Linked DNA regions of Mus musculus: regions 2, 3 and 4 are each linked to region 1. The links are chromatin contacts, called in public HiChIP or PLAC-seq maps. All regions are on one chromosome and are shown on one strand. Each heading gives the region's core, a stretch centred on a gene start, on an enhancer-like site or on the middle of the called end of the contact. The rest is flanking DNA. Distances are from core to core; before and after follow the strand shown. Region 1 holds the start of Chd7 (chromodomain helicase DNA binding protein 7). Region 2 has its middle 6.0 kb from the start of Gm50597. Region 3 has its middle 55 kb from the start of Gm50597. Region 4 has its middle 22 kb from the start of Gm34428.

Region 1 (2,528 bases), core at 20-2,519:
GGCGAAAGAAAACCAGAATCAATGCACTTAAATAAGCAACAATTGTAAAAAAATTTTTTAAAAAAAAGAGTAAAACTATTTCTATTAGGAGATAGATGTCTAACTGATTAAGCTGCAGTATAAATGAAGCAGTTTTGGCAAGTCATTTGTCCATATAAAACTGTGTGATTCTAAGCTCAGTAGTAGTACAACCATCAGTGGGCCAGATTAGCATGCTTTGCCTTTTCTCTACGATTTTTGAGTTCAATAGCACTTACACAGCTGTCATAGCTGGCTGTATAACCTCCTTCCTTATTTATAAGTGAGTGCAGTCTTTAGCCTAATAAAACCATACTGGAGTTTACAATTGTTGACCGTTTATAAATCTGCTCCGTGTTTCACACACAAAAGATGCTTAGTAAATGTTTAAATATCTATTACACAAGAGGGAAACTAATTTAAAAAATGTCTTCAAGGTTAATATTCATCTTGTACCGGAAAGAGAAATGGGCAAGAAGGTCGGCTATTCAAAGCTGGAAGATGATATTTAGTGCCACATTGGCGAAGGAATGATGAAAACACTCCAGTTCTGACACGTTTAAAAATGGGCACACATCCTATTTCTTTGTTTCATAACCATTGCGCTATCCCTTCGTTTTTTGGCATGCTAACAAATTCAACTAAAATCAATGCTCTCTAGTTAAAACTTTTTGATTTAGTGGCAGATCCCGCTGTCCTATCACCGAGGACGTCAGTTAAAGCCAAGTGGTGAGGCAGGGATGGATCTATTTGAAAGGAAAGGCGTCCATCCTAGGTATTTCGTGTGGGAAAATCATCTCAAGTTGAAGGATAATTACAGAAGAGACACCCAAACACCCCTAGCCTCCTCGGTCCGCACCGGGCTGGCCACCCCTCGCGGTGGCGGGGGGTCACTACGGGCTCCGGGCCTCCGCTTCCTGCCCCAGGGCGGCGCACCGCGGCTCCGGGAAGGTGCTGCGCGGAAACGTGGCACCCTCTGCACCCGCGCGAGAGCGCTGGCAGCAGGCGGCCCGAGAGGCTGCGGCGGCCGCGCACCGGGACCGACACCCGCCCGCTGCGCCGGCGCCCGGCGGGACGGGAAGGGGCGGCCGCCCGCGCCGCGCCGCCCCCTTCTCTCGGCCTCTCCGCGGCCTCCGCCACCCCGGCCGAATTCTTGCATAAATTATGCCAGGCGCGCCTGACGTCAGGTGGCGGCGCGCGGGCGCGGGCGCGCCGCGGAGAGAGCCGGCCGCGGGCGCGCGCGGCCCGGGAGGCTCGTGCGCGCGGCGTGCAGGGCGCGCGCAGGCGCTGGCGTGCTGGGGCCGCGGCGGCGGCGGCGGCGGCGGCGGCAGCGGTGGCGGCGGCGGCGCGGGGGTTGAGCCGTGGTGGTGCGGACGCGCTCGTGCTCGGGAACTATCGGATTAAACTTGAATCGAGTGGAATTACACAAAGGAGCGCCGCGGAGGAGGCGGCCCGGGGACCCGGAGACCCCGCAACTCGCCAGAGCCCCGTCCGCGCGCGGCCAACTCCGCGTCCGTGGATCAGCCCCCGGCCGCGGCCGCCGAGCCAACTCCGGAGCCGCTCTGCGTTTTGTTCCCCACGGCGCGCGGCGGCTGACTAGCCCGAGCGAAGGAGCGAGCCGGTGAGCGCAGACTTCCCCGGCGCCCCCGGGAGGGGCGGCGGCAGGAAACCGTGCCGGGCCGCGGCCGCGCGGAGTTGCGAGAGGGGAGTTGGGCGTGTGCGGGGCGCGGGGAGAGGTGCGCGGGGGCCGCGGTCGGCAGGAGCGTAGCGCCGCCCGCCCGGTCGCCTGCGTTGCTGCCGCCGGGGCCCGAACCCGCGGCCCGAGCGCCGCCCCGCGCCCCAACTTTTGCCTGCGTCCGCGGGGCCGGCGGCGGCGGGGGCGCGCGGGGCGGCCGAGGGTCACTTCCTCGCATGTAAATGGCTTTTTGTTGTGCTGCCGGCGTCGGGGGGGACGGGGACAGGAGGGAGCGTGTCTGCGCTCTGGGGAGCGCGAGCGCGTTTCCTCCCGCCGGCACCGAGCACGAGTTGCCGGCTGCGTTCGAGAGAAAAGGGAAGGAGGAAAAAGTTGGGTTCCAACTCCGGCGCGAGCGGCGGCGGGCGCGCGGGCGCGGGGCGCTGAGCGCGGGGCTCGGGGACGGCGGCGCCCCCCGCCTCGCCCCCGCCCCCCGCTCCGGCCCGACCACGCCGCGCTCGCCGGGAGCGGCGGCCGCACCGGCGCGAACAAAGTGCGTCCCTGCGGGCGCGGCGGCGCTAGCCCGTGCGGGGACGGCCACGGGCGAGGTGGGTCGGCGGCAGGGAAAGTGCGCGGGGCGCCGCGTGGGGCGGGGGCGGGGGTGGCGCGAACACGCGGCGCGGGGGGCGTCCCGAGCCCAGCCGGTGGCGGCGGCGGTCGCAGAGTTCCGAGCCCGCAGCTAGGGGTTCCTGGGGCTCCCCGGCAGCTCCCAAGTGCGCGAGGACGAGAAGAAAGGGAGCCGGGCTGGGGCGAGTGCGGGCGGGCGACCGGGGGACCC
Region 2 (2,528 bases), core at 13-2,512, 430 kb after region 1:
TCATGAGCGAAATGAAGCTGACAGGCTGCTAGGTGTCTCTTTCCAACATGGCTAAGCAAAATGAGATGTCCTATGGAAAATAATTAGTACAATGTCTGGTACCTGGTAAGGACAAAAATGATAGTTCTTATCATCTTGACAGTTGGACTTACTATGTGCATCCATGCTTGTGTGTACAGGTATGTGTGCCTCTGTGTATGTGTACATTCATGCATGTGTTGGACTATGTCTCATAAAAATCATCGAAACTTGTGACACTTAAACATATATGCAACCAGTCTGGGAAATAAAGCTCTCACAAAGGCTTCCTGGCGTCCATGGAGGAGTCAGAGTCCGAATGAGCAGGCACTGTGGCCTGTGAGATCAAAGAAGGACGGGAGCATTCAAAGCATGTTTGCTGTCATGTCAAAGCAAACTGCGTGCAGAGGCATCGGATCACAGCAGACACCGTACCCATCCGCTCACGTACATCGATACAGCAGGAAGTATATTCTGTGCTTATGTTGTTTAAGGTAGCGTAGCATGGAACTTCTTGAGCTTTATAGTGAAATAAAAGCACACAAATATATGGAGTGTACTTAGATTGGAAAAGTTGCCTCCTGGAAGAAGGCTGGGGACATGGAGACATGGGAATGCAGCAGCAATAGGAATAGCTGATACAGTGAACGGTAAGGAATTGGAACTAAGATGCTGCCGTGCCCATGGGGAGTGAGCACTTAACCTTTGGCGCAGGTCTCCTCTGGGTTAAATGCTAAAACCTCAGAAGAGAGCAAAGCCAGTCATAGTGGCGTGGTAGTCACCTTTCCACTTGAGAGAGCTTATAGAGGGGAAGGCTCATTTTGAATTCCAGGCTTGGAGGTTTCAGTTTAGGGCCATTTGGCATTTGGTCTCCTTTGGAGTCCCTGACTTCCCAATATGCAGAAGCACAGGTGGGTCCTCTCATGGCTGAGAGACCAACAAGAGAGGGAAAGGGGCTCGAATCCCCAGTGAGCAGAGGTCCACAGCTCCACTCTTACAAGTTCTACCACCTTCCAGTAGTGCCACCGGCTGAGGGACAGGCTCCAGTGACCCTTTCCAGGTTCCAGCATCTGATAGTATCTAGCTCTAGTAGGACTGAATCAAGTTTCAGAGATGACCCAGGTAAAGGGAGATAATTTGAGTTTGTCCTCTTAATCTATGTGTCCTCCTAAGGACGGATCAGAGGAAGGCAGAAAGACTGTGGGAAAGAATACAGGGACTCTGTCATAAGTTCCTGTCACTCAAAACCACTCACATGCCGCACATCATGATGGCCTCATCTACAAAGTACTCATAGCCACAGGTACGGCAGGGGAGTAAGACCTGTACTCATGGCCCTCAGAGTTGTGGTAAAACCAGATTATTTCAAGGTGCTCAGGCTGGGAGTAGAACTTGCCTGATTTTTTCCTGCAGCTTAGGGGCCAGCTTTCCAAATTCATCATTCGGCTCCCTTGTATCCTGAATCCTACTTATGATTTCTTGCGAGTTAAAAACTATTGACCCGACTCACACCTGCAAATCCAACCGTAAGAAGTCTGATTCTTGAGGGCTGTGGCAAGTTTGAGGCCAGCCTGAGCTGCAGAAAGACACCTTAGGTGCGGGTGGGGGTGGGACAGGGGGGTGGGAAGAGGAACAAAGAACAGCAAACCAGGAAATGAAAGGCTACGTGAGAGCTTGATCTTATGACTTCTCAGAAGGCGGTGAACATGATAAGGCTTTCCCACCAGAGGAAGGGGCAGTTCAGAAAGAACGTGATTAGATGGTGTTAGTCATCAAGGGAAGGCTCTTGAGAGAAGCCACAGCCCCTCCCCCACATCTGTTGCCCTTTCTGAAAAAGACTCTGACAGTTCGAAGCACCAAAACGTTACTGTCTTCCCTATTAACGTTTGTGGTTTCTTCTAGTTTTATGAGTGTGTCTGCTTTTTACAAATTAGTAAAAACCAGAGAGATACGTGATGCTTTAAAAAGTTTATAATTCAGACCTTTTTGTCTAGAAAAAGAAAATGTTAATTCCACCAGTGATTTTGTAACTTCCTTAAATCTCTTGTTCCTGATACAGAACAAAAGTCATTGACGTTTTAAGACCAGAAAATTGCAACAAATACATTTTTAATTACGGCAAACTAAAAAAATATGAATAGTGATGCTTTAAATTATTCCTCAACCTCTCATTTCTAATGAACAATATTTCAAAAAAAAATTTTAATTTTTAAAAAAGATTTATTTATTTATTTATTTATTTATTTATTTATTTATTTAATGTATATGAGTACACTGCAGCTGTTTTCAGACACACTAGAAAGGGACATCAGATTCCATTACAGATGGTTGTAAGCCACCATGTGGTTGCTGGGAATTGAACTCAAGACCTCTGGTAGAGTAGTCTTAGCTGCTGAGCCGTCTCTCCAGCCCTACATTTTAGGTTTTTTAAAAAAGAATTTCTATGGTTTTGAAATTACTGGAAATAGTCTCTTATTATTAGTTTAACAAGAATCTTTTTACACTCCTAA
Region 3 (2,528 bases), core at 22-2,521, 380 kb after region 1:
TCCTACAGCTTTGGTGACCCACAGTCAACAGCAGTCAGGGAAGATTCTATGGAGATTTTAGGAACACACTGATCCTAAGATGAAATTACACACTGTTCTGAGAAGGAGGGGGTAGCCCATAGTGCACTGCTCCTTTCTGCTCAGGCATGAGTCCACTCTCTCTCTGTACAGCATGTGTACACTCTATGCCTTCTGAGTCCCTTAGTCTCCCAAGTGGGTTGGCATATATCTCCACAGGTGAGTGACATTCTGTCACTGTTAATTTGCATCAGCAGGTCTGTGTATCCATGTGTAACACAACCCAAGACCCCATGCATGTCTGATGATCATATTGAGCCACACTCATTCTCACACACATACACACACATGCAAACATGTATATATGTGCCACACGTGCATGCATGTAAGATGAAGTTACACCAGCCACAGTTGGAGACTAGCTACAAAATTCAGAGGAAGGCTGAATAACGATAAAAGCATGCTATGCTTAAGTTGCCAGCATCAGAACTTTTTTACATTGGGGTCATTTGTAAGAAAAATAAAGGTTACTTAAATTTGAGAATTTCAATATCATTGTAGTCTATCTGAAGGCTGAGATGTCTCATGGGAGACTAAGGGACTCAGAGAGCATAGAGTGTACACATGCTATACAGAGGGTGGACTCAGGCTTGAGCAGAAAGGAGCAGGGCACTGTGGGCTACCCCCTCCTTCTCAGAACAATGTGCCATTCATCTTAGGAGCTGTGTGTTCCTGAAATCTCTATAGAATCTTCCCTGACTGCTGTTGACTGTGGGTCACCAAAGCTGTACGAAGTAAATCATGTGTCAGGGAACTATCTGATTTGATTTGTTGTTATGTACCATGGGTTCTACTAGTCAGTATAATGTGACTAATTACTAATATCAAGAACAGATGTACAGATGAGGGCACGAATTCAAAGAGATCAACTCTTGTATCCAAGGGCTCAAAGCCAGGTAATAGCAGGAGGCAATCTTTGAACCAGTTGATTAGTAAACTCTCAGGTCCACAGACCCTGTTCAAGTCTGCTTCTACAGCCTCCTCTGCCTGGACGTGATGGCAAGGGAATCTCTATGGCTCAGAAAGGCTTGAGAAACTCCCTACCTCTTCAGCTTGAAGCTTCAGCATGCTTCACTTGAGTTTTCAGTCAAAAGCCTGCCCTGGATTTCACGAAACAAAAGGCCACTTTCATGAACTGACTGTTGGCAACTGGAAAACACTCCAATTTCCCACTGAGCCCAGCCTGTCGTCAGGGCTCAATTGTGAACACTCCAGTGCCATCCTCACACCAAAACACTTTCAGTCACAGCAAACAAGGGCACAGAAGAGAGAAGGCTTCTTTTTTTTCTTTCCGTTCCAGATCAGATAACGCTGCCAGATTAGTTCCTCTACTGAGAAGTCACACCACATGTGCCCACATGCCAGGCCTTTGCTAAAAGGCCACCACCTATATTGCTTCCTGCATAGTCACTAATATTCTGTCTCATGCCTTCCCTTCTCCACCTCTCTTTCCGGTTCCTTCCCTTGAAGTAGTACAAATGCTTGCAAAGAAAATATGTCAACAGGTGAAATTTATAGGCGTTTCTGGCCCATTCAGAAATGTGAACCGCAGGCACCCCCAAAGGAAAGATAGCATCCCTTACCCACACAGTACTCTCTAACATGCCTGGTTCGTTCACAGTGGAGCTGGCTAAAGAAACCAGTTATCTTTTTTACAGAATCAAAGTGTGAGGCTCCCATTGGGGAAGGGTACTTTGATGGATGTCTGTTGGGATTATTTAGTTGCAAACACAGGGGGAAAAAAAAAACCCAACCCAAACTGGCTTAGTCACAAAAAGGATTTATTGACTCACAGAAGCTGAGAGGAGTAGGTTAGCTCTGGCACACCACCATTCAGGCTCTGCATATCAGTACCACCTGGTCATTTTTGTGTTGTGTCAAAGCCTTCGATTGTGTTGACTTCAGCATGAAATCTTATGTGCACCAAAAGAGCCTCCGGAGAACCAGGGCATTGTCTTATGTTTAGTCTCAGTTGCCTCTTCTTAGATCATGTAGTAGAGAATGTTCCCGAGTCTCACTGTTGTGGCCTCTGTTCTTTATGGTTTATGAGGATGACTGAGACCTGGGTTACAAGCATTCCCCTGGGGCTAGGTGTGGAGACAGTTTAATGCCACTCCATGACAACTAGGAGGACTCTGACCATGAAAATCTAGAACATGCTAGTAACCTCTCAATTAAAGATGATGGAGACATGTGTGTACCAGGTACTCAGTGGTGAGCCAGTCTAGCAGAAACAGTGAGCTTCCCACTGAGTGAGGCACCAGTGCATAAAGTCACAGCATGCACATAGCACACACACACACACACACACACACACACACACACACACGAAAGAAGAAAGAAAGAAAGGAAGAAAGGAAGAAAGGAAGGAAGGAAGGAAGAAAGAAAGAGAGAAAGAAAAAAAGAAAGCTGAACGAAAGAAAGAAAGAAAGAAAGAAAGAAAGAAAGAA
Region 4 (2,528 bases), core at 17-2,516, 300 kb after region 1:
AGCCCAGATATCATCAGATAAAGTACCATTATAGACCGGGGACGAAGTACATCAGTAGAACAATTGCCTCATGTGAACAGGCCGTGTTATGTCCTTCACATGCGCACACTGGAGCACAAATACACAGAGAGAGAGAGGGAGAGAGAGAGAGAGAGAGAGAGAGAGACAGACAGACAGAGACACACACACACAGAGAAACACACACACACAGACACAGAAACACACACACACAGACATACACACACATAGAGACACACAGAGACATAGACACACACAGGCATACACACACAAACAGACCTAGACACACACACAGACATTCACACAGACATACACACATACATACACACACAGACACACAGACACATACACACAGAGGCACATATACAGACACACACAGAGACACATAGACAGACAGACAGACACACCATCGTTATAAATGAGAAGCAAAAGAAGGTGAGTGACACAGAGAGAAACTGGGACCCATGAGGAGAAACAGACAGATGTTGGTGTGAAGGGGCCACAAGCACAGGTACATGACTACAAGAAAGAGAGGGCACTGTTTCTTCCAGAGACCCTGGAGGTGTGGTACTTGGCTTTGGCAGAGTGATGTTGATACTGAGCCTCTGGCTTCAGAACTGTGCCGAGATGAGTTTCTGCTGTTCGATTGAGCTGCTTGCCCTAACAGCCACCAATACAATGATTTAAAAACAATCCTGTGCTCTAGCATTTAGCTGTCTGGAAAAGTCAAAGGATCCCTGCTCAGATAAAGTGGTTTTAAATTATAAAATAAAACACAGAGAATTATGCAGCATGCCAAATACATTAAAATGCAGTTACCAGAACGTAAGAACACAGAGAAGCGCCGTTCTGAACACATTAACCGGAATGATGCATTTCAAATACAGGCAAGTTAGAATTATTTTATTTTTGAAAGACATAAGGGTATTGAATGACTGGCTGCTGTGGCTCTGCTTGAATCAACACACCGGCAGTGGGGGGGGGCTTCAGGAGAAAGGGCAGAGACAGAGTATCATCCACTGTGGGATCTGAGCCTCACCACGCTCTGAAATAGTCACGAGGATAGGACATTCCAAGATTTTTACACTGACTCCAGCACAATTGTAAAGTTTTGTAATTCTGGTTACTGAGTCCCGGGGACCTCTCTGTGCTTTATTGTCTACATTGTAATAGGAGAAAACTACTTAGGTCATGAACTTCAGGCAAAGGAATGCCTGCTTGCCAGGGGTCTGCAGAGAGCCAGAGGAGGGCTGGACAGCGAGGGCATCACTGAGGAATGCCTCCTGGACAGATGTGGGCTCTCCCGTGCAGCCACTCTGCAAGGCACCAAGCAATAAGGCAAACCCGGCAAATTGGACAGGGTGTCAGCTTGACTATGAAATATGACGGATTAACAGGGTAGGACGGCGGTGTGACCTGCTCTCAGACACTTCATTTAGAAGCTATCATATTGCTGGATGCTTCCTATAATTTGTGATGATGCTGATTGTGATAAATCGTGAGTTTCTGGCAAACTCCGCCAGCCTGCTCCAGTGGCTGAACAGAGAAAATGTGTAATTCTCTGGGAACATTCATGCCACGAACGACACTGAGGGTCTGGCAGTAACCACAGAGTGCTCAGTCAGTGAACAAAGTAATTAAATCAAGCTAATTAAATCACAATAAAAATAATTTTAATTTAATTAATTTCTCTGCACTGATGGAACATTATGTGGAAACCAAGAGCCTTTCTGAACACTAATAGAATTTAGGAGCTGGGACACCAAAGTTGTGGCCACTGGTGTGGTACATGGGTTAATGTTGAGGGAATGAAATTAAATACACTTAACGAGCTGCTGATATGTTGACTGAACCACAAATGGGAAATGACTTTGGAAGCAAGGTAATGGGGTCTCTTCCTTTCCCAGGTCTTTTTGGTACTAACGGAGCTAGTAAATATCAAATTTGTTAAAATTTGTGAATAGTTAGAAATTCAGAGTAGATGGACATCCTCACAGCAGTATATGGCAATACTGTGCTAAAGGACCCCCATTCACACTGGCAGCACTGTCCTCAGTCCCCAGACCCTTAACACAGAGATCCTGTGTGGTCCCCAGGCAAGGTTAACTAAGTGCTGATATGTTTTTGATAGCATCTTGGAAGAGTTAAGTGAGCCATACCAAAGGACTTCTTGCCTGAAACAGGCATTCACCAAAAGCAAGTTACTAGTGCTCCTAGAAGCCACACACTGTATCTCCTCCCATTCCCCTAACCCTTTGCTCTCAGGGCAGAGCTGAAAGTGTACAAAAGCTGGAACTCAAATAATTATTAAATTAAACCATTCAGCTCTCCTAAGGAATTCCTCCCCTCGGGACTTAAGCATTAGATGAATGCTCTTCCTCTGGCATTTAGACATTGTTCAGCTCACAGGGGGATGTGCCACCAGATGACCCCTCAAGGTCATGGCCCAGAGACTAATTTTGTCATATAAGTGACACTGGCATTCTAAGAGTGATTTAGCAGCCGCAGGC

What was found. HiChIP or PLAC-seq counts read pairs in DNA pulled down with a chosen protein or histone mark.
Region 2: an H3K27ac HiChIP or PLAC-seq map of acute myeloid leukemia shows a contact between it and region 1, with 6 times the contacts expected there. The contact joins the enhancer-like site here to the promoter of Chd7 in region 1. A contact is called at or near these places in 19 of 39 promoter capture datasets (the 3T3-L1 cell line, the C10 cell line, the HPC-7 cell line and 11 more), 12 of 484 Hi-C or Micro-C datasets (ECoMG myeloid progenitors, bone marrow-derived dendritic cells, bone marrow-derived macrophages and 8 more), 26 of 115 datasets of contacts at active chromatin or transcription factors (the 230-238 cell line, the HPC-7 cell line, T-cell acute lymphoblastic leukemia and 19 more) and 2 of 9 other capture datasets (embryonic stem cells and liver).
Region 3: an H3K4me3 HiChIP or PLAC-seq map of stem cell-derived neural progenitor cells shows a contact between it and region 1, with 29 read pairs. The contact joins the enhancer-like site here to the promoter of Chd7 in region 1. A contact is called at or near these places in 13 of 39 promoter capture datasets (3T3-L1-derived adipocytes, the C10 cell line, the HPC-7 cell line and 9 more), 1 of 15 datasets of contacts at CTCF or cohesin (large pre-B cells), 2 of 484 Hi-C or Micro-C datasets (bone marrow-derived macrophages and cranial neural crest), 23 of 115 datasets of contacts at active chromatin or transcription factors (the 230-238 cell line, T-cell acute lymphoblastic leukemia, bone marrow-derived macrophages and 16 more) and 3 of 9 other capture datasets (adipose tissue, embryonic stem cells and liver).
Region 4: a contact with region 1 is called in an H3K4me3 HiChIP or PLAC-seq map of neural tube, with 5 times the contacts expected there. The contact joins the enhancer-like site here to the promoter of Chd7 in region 1. A contact is called at or near these places in 5 of 39 promoter capture datasets (the C10 cell line, the SN4741 cell line, cranial neural crest and 2 more), 1 of 484 Hi-C or Micro-C datasets (bone marrow-derived macrophages), 13 of 115 datasets of contacts at active chromatin or transcription factors (a beta-TC-6 cell line, bone marrow-derived macrophages, craniofacial prominence and 10 more) and 2 of 9 other capture datasets (embryonic stem cells and liver).

The regions. Positions count from the first base shown.
Region 1 is chr4:8,689,137-8,691,664 of GRCm38.p6, forward strand. It overlaps Chd7 (chromodomain helicase DNA binding protein 7), which reads left to right and starts at 1,270. Exons shown (of 38, transcript NM_001277149.1): 1 at 1,270-1,639.
Region 2 is chr4:9,114,314-9,116,841 of GRCm38.p6, forward strand. No RefSeq gene overlaps it. Among named protein-coding and RNA genes, the nearest start is that of Gm50597, 6.0 kb to the right of the region's middle. Within about 2 kb of position 1,263, at least 65 of the 459 cell types and tissues checked have an H3K27ac peak or open chromatin away from gene starts, as enhancers often do. A contact at or near this core is called in the HPC-7 cell line, T-cell acute lymphoblastic leukemia, acute myeloid leukemia and 8 more, where this site is marked.
Region 3 is chr4:9,065,175-9,067,702 of GRCm38.p6, forward strand. No RefSeq gene overlaps it. Among named protein-coding and RNA genes, the nearest start is that of Gm50597, 55 kb to the right of the region's middle. Within about 2 kb of position 1,272, at least 56 of the 459 cell types and tissues checked have an H3K27ac peak or open chromatin away from gene starts, as enhancers often do. A contact at or near this core is called in effector CD8 T cells, regulatory T cells and stem cell-derived neural progenitor cells, where this site is marked.
Region 4 is chr4:8,985,340-8,987,867 of GRCm38.p6, forward strand. No RefSeq gene overlaps it. Among named protein-coding and RNA genes, the nearest start is that of Gm34428, 22 kb to the right of the region's middle. Within about 2 kb of position 1,267, at least 9 of the 459 cell types and tissues checked have an H3K27ac peak or open chromatin away from gene starts, as enhancers often do. A contact at or near this core is called in neural tube, where this site is marked.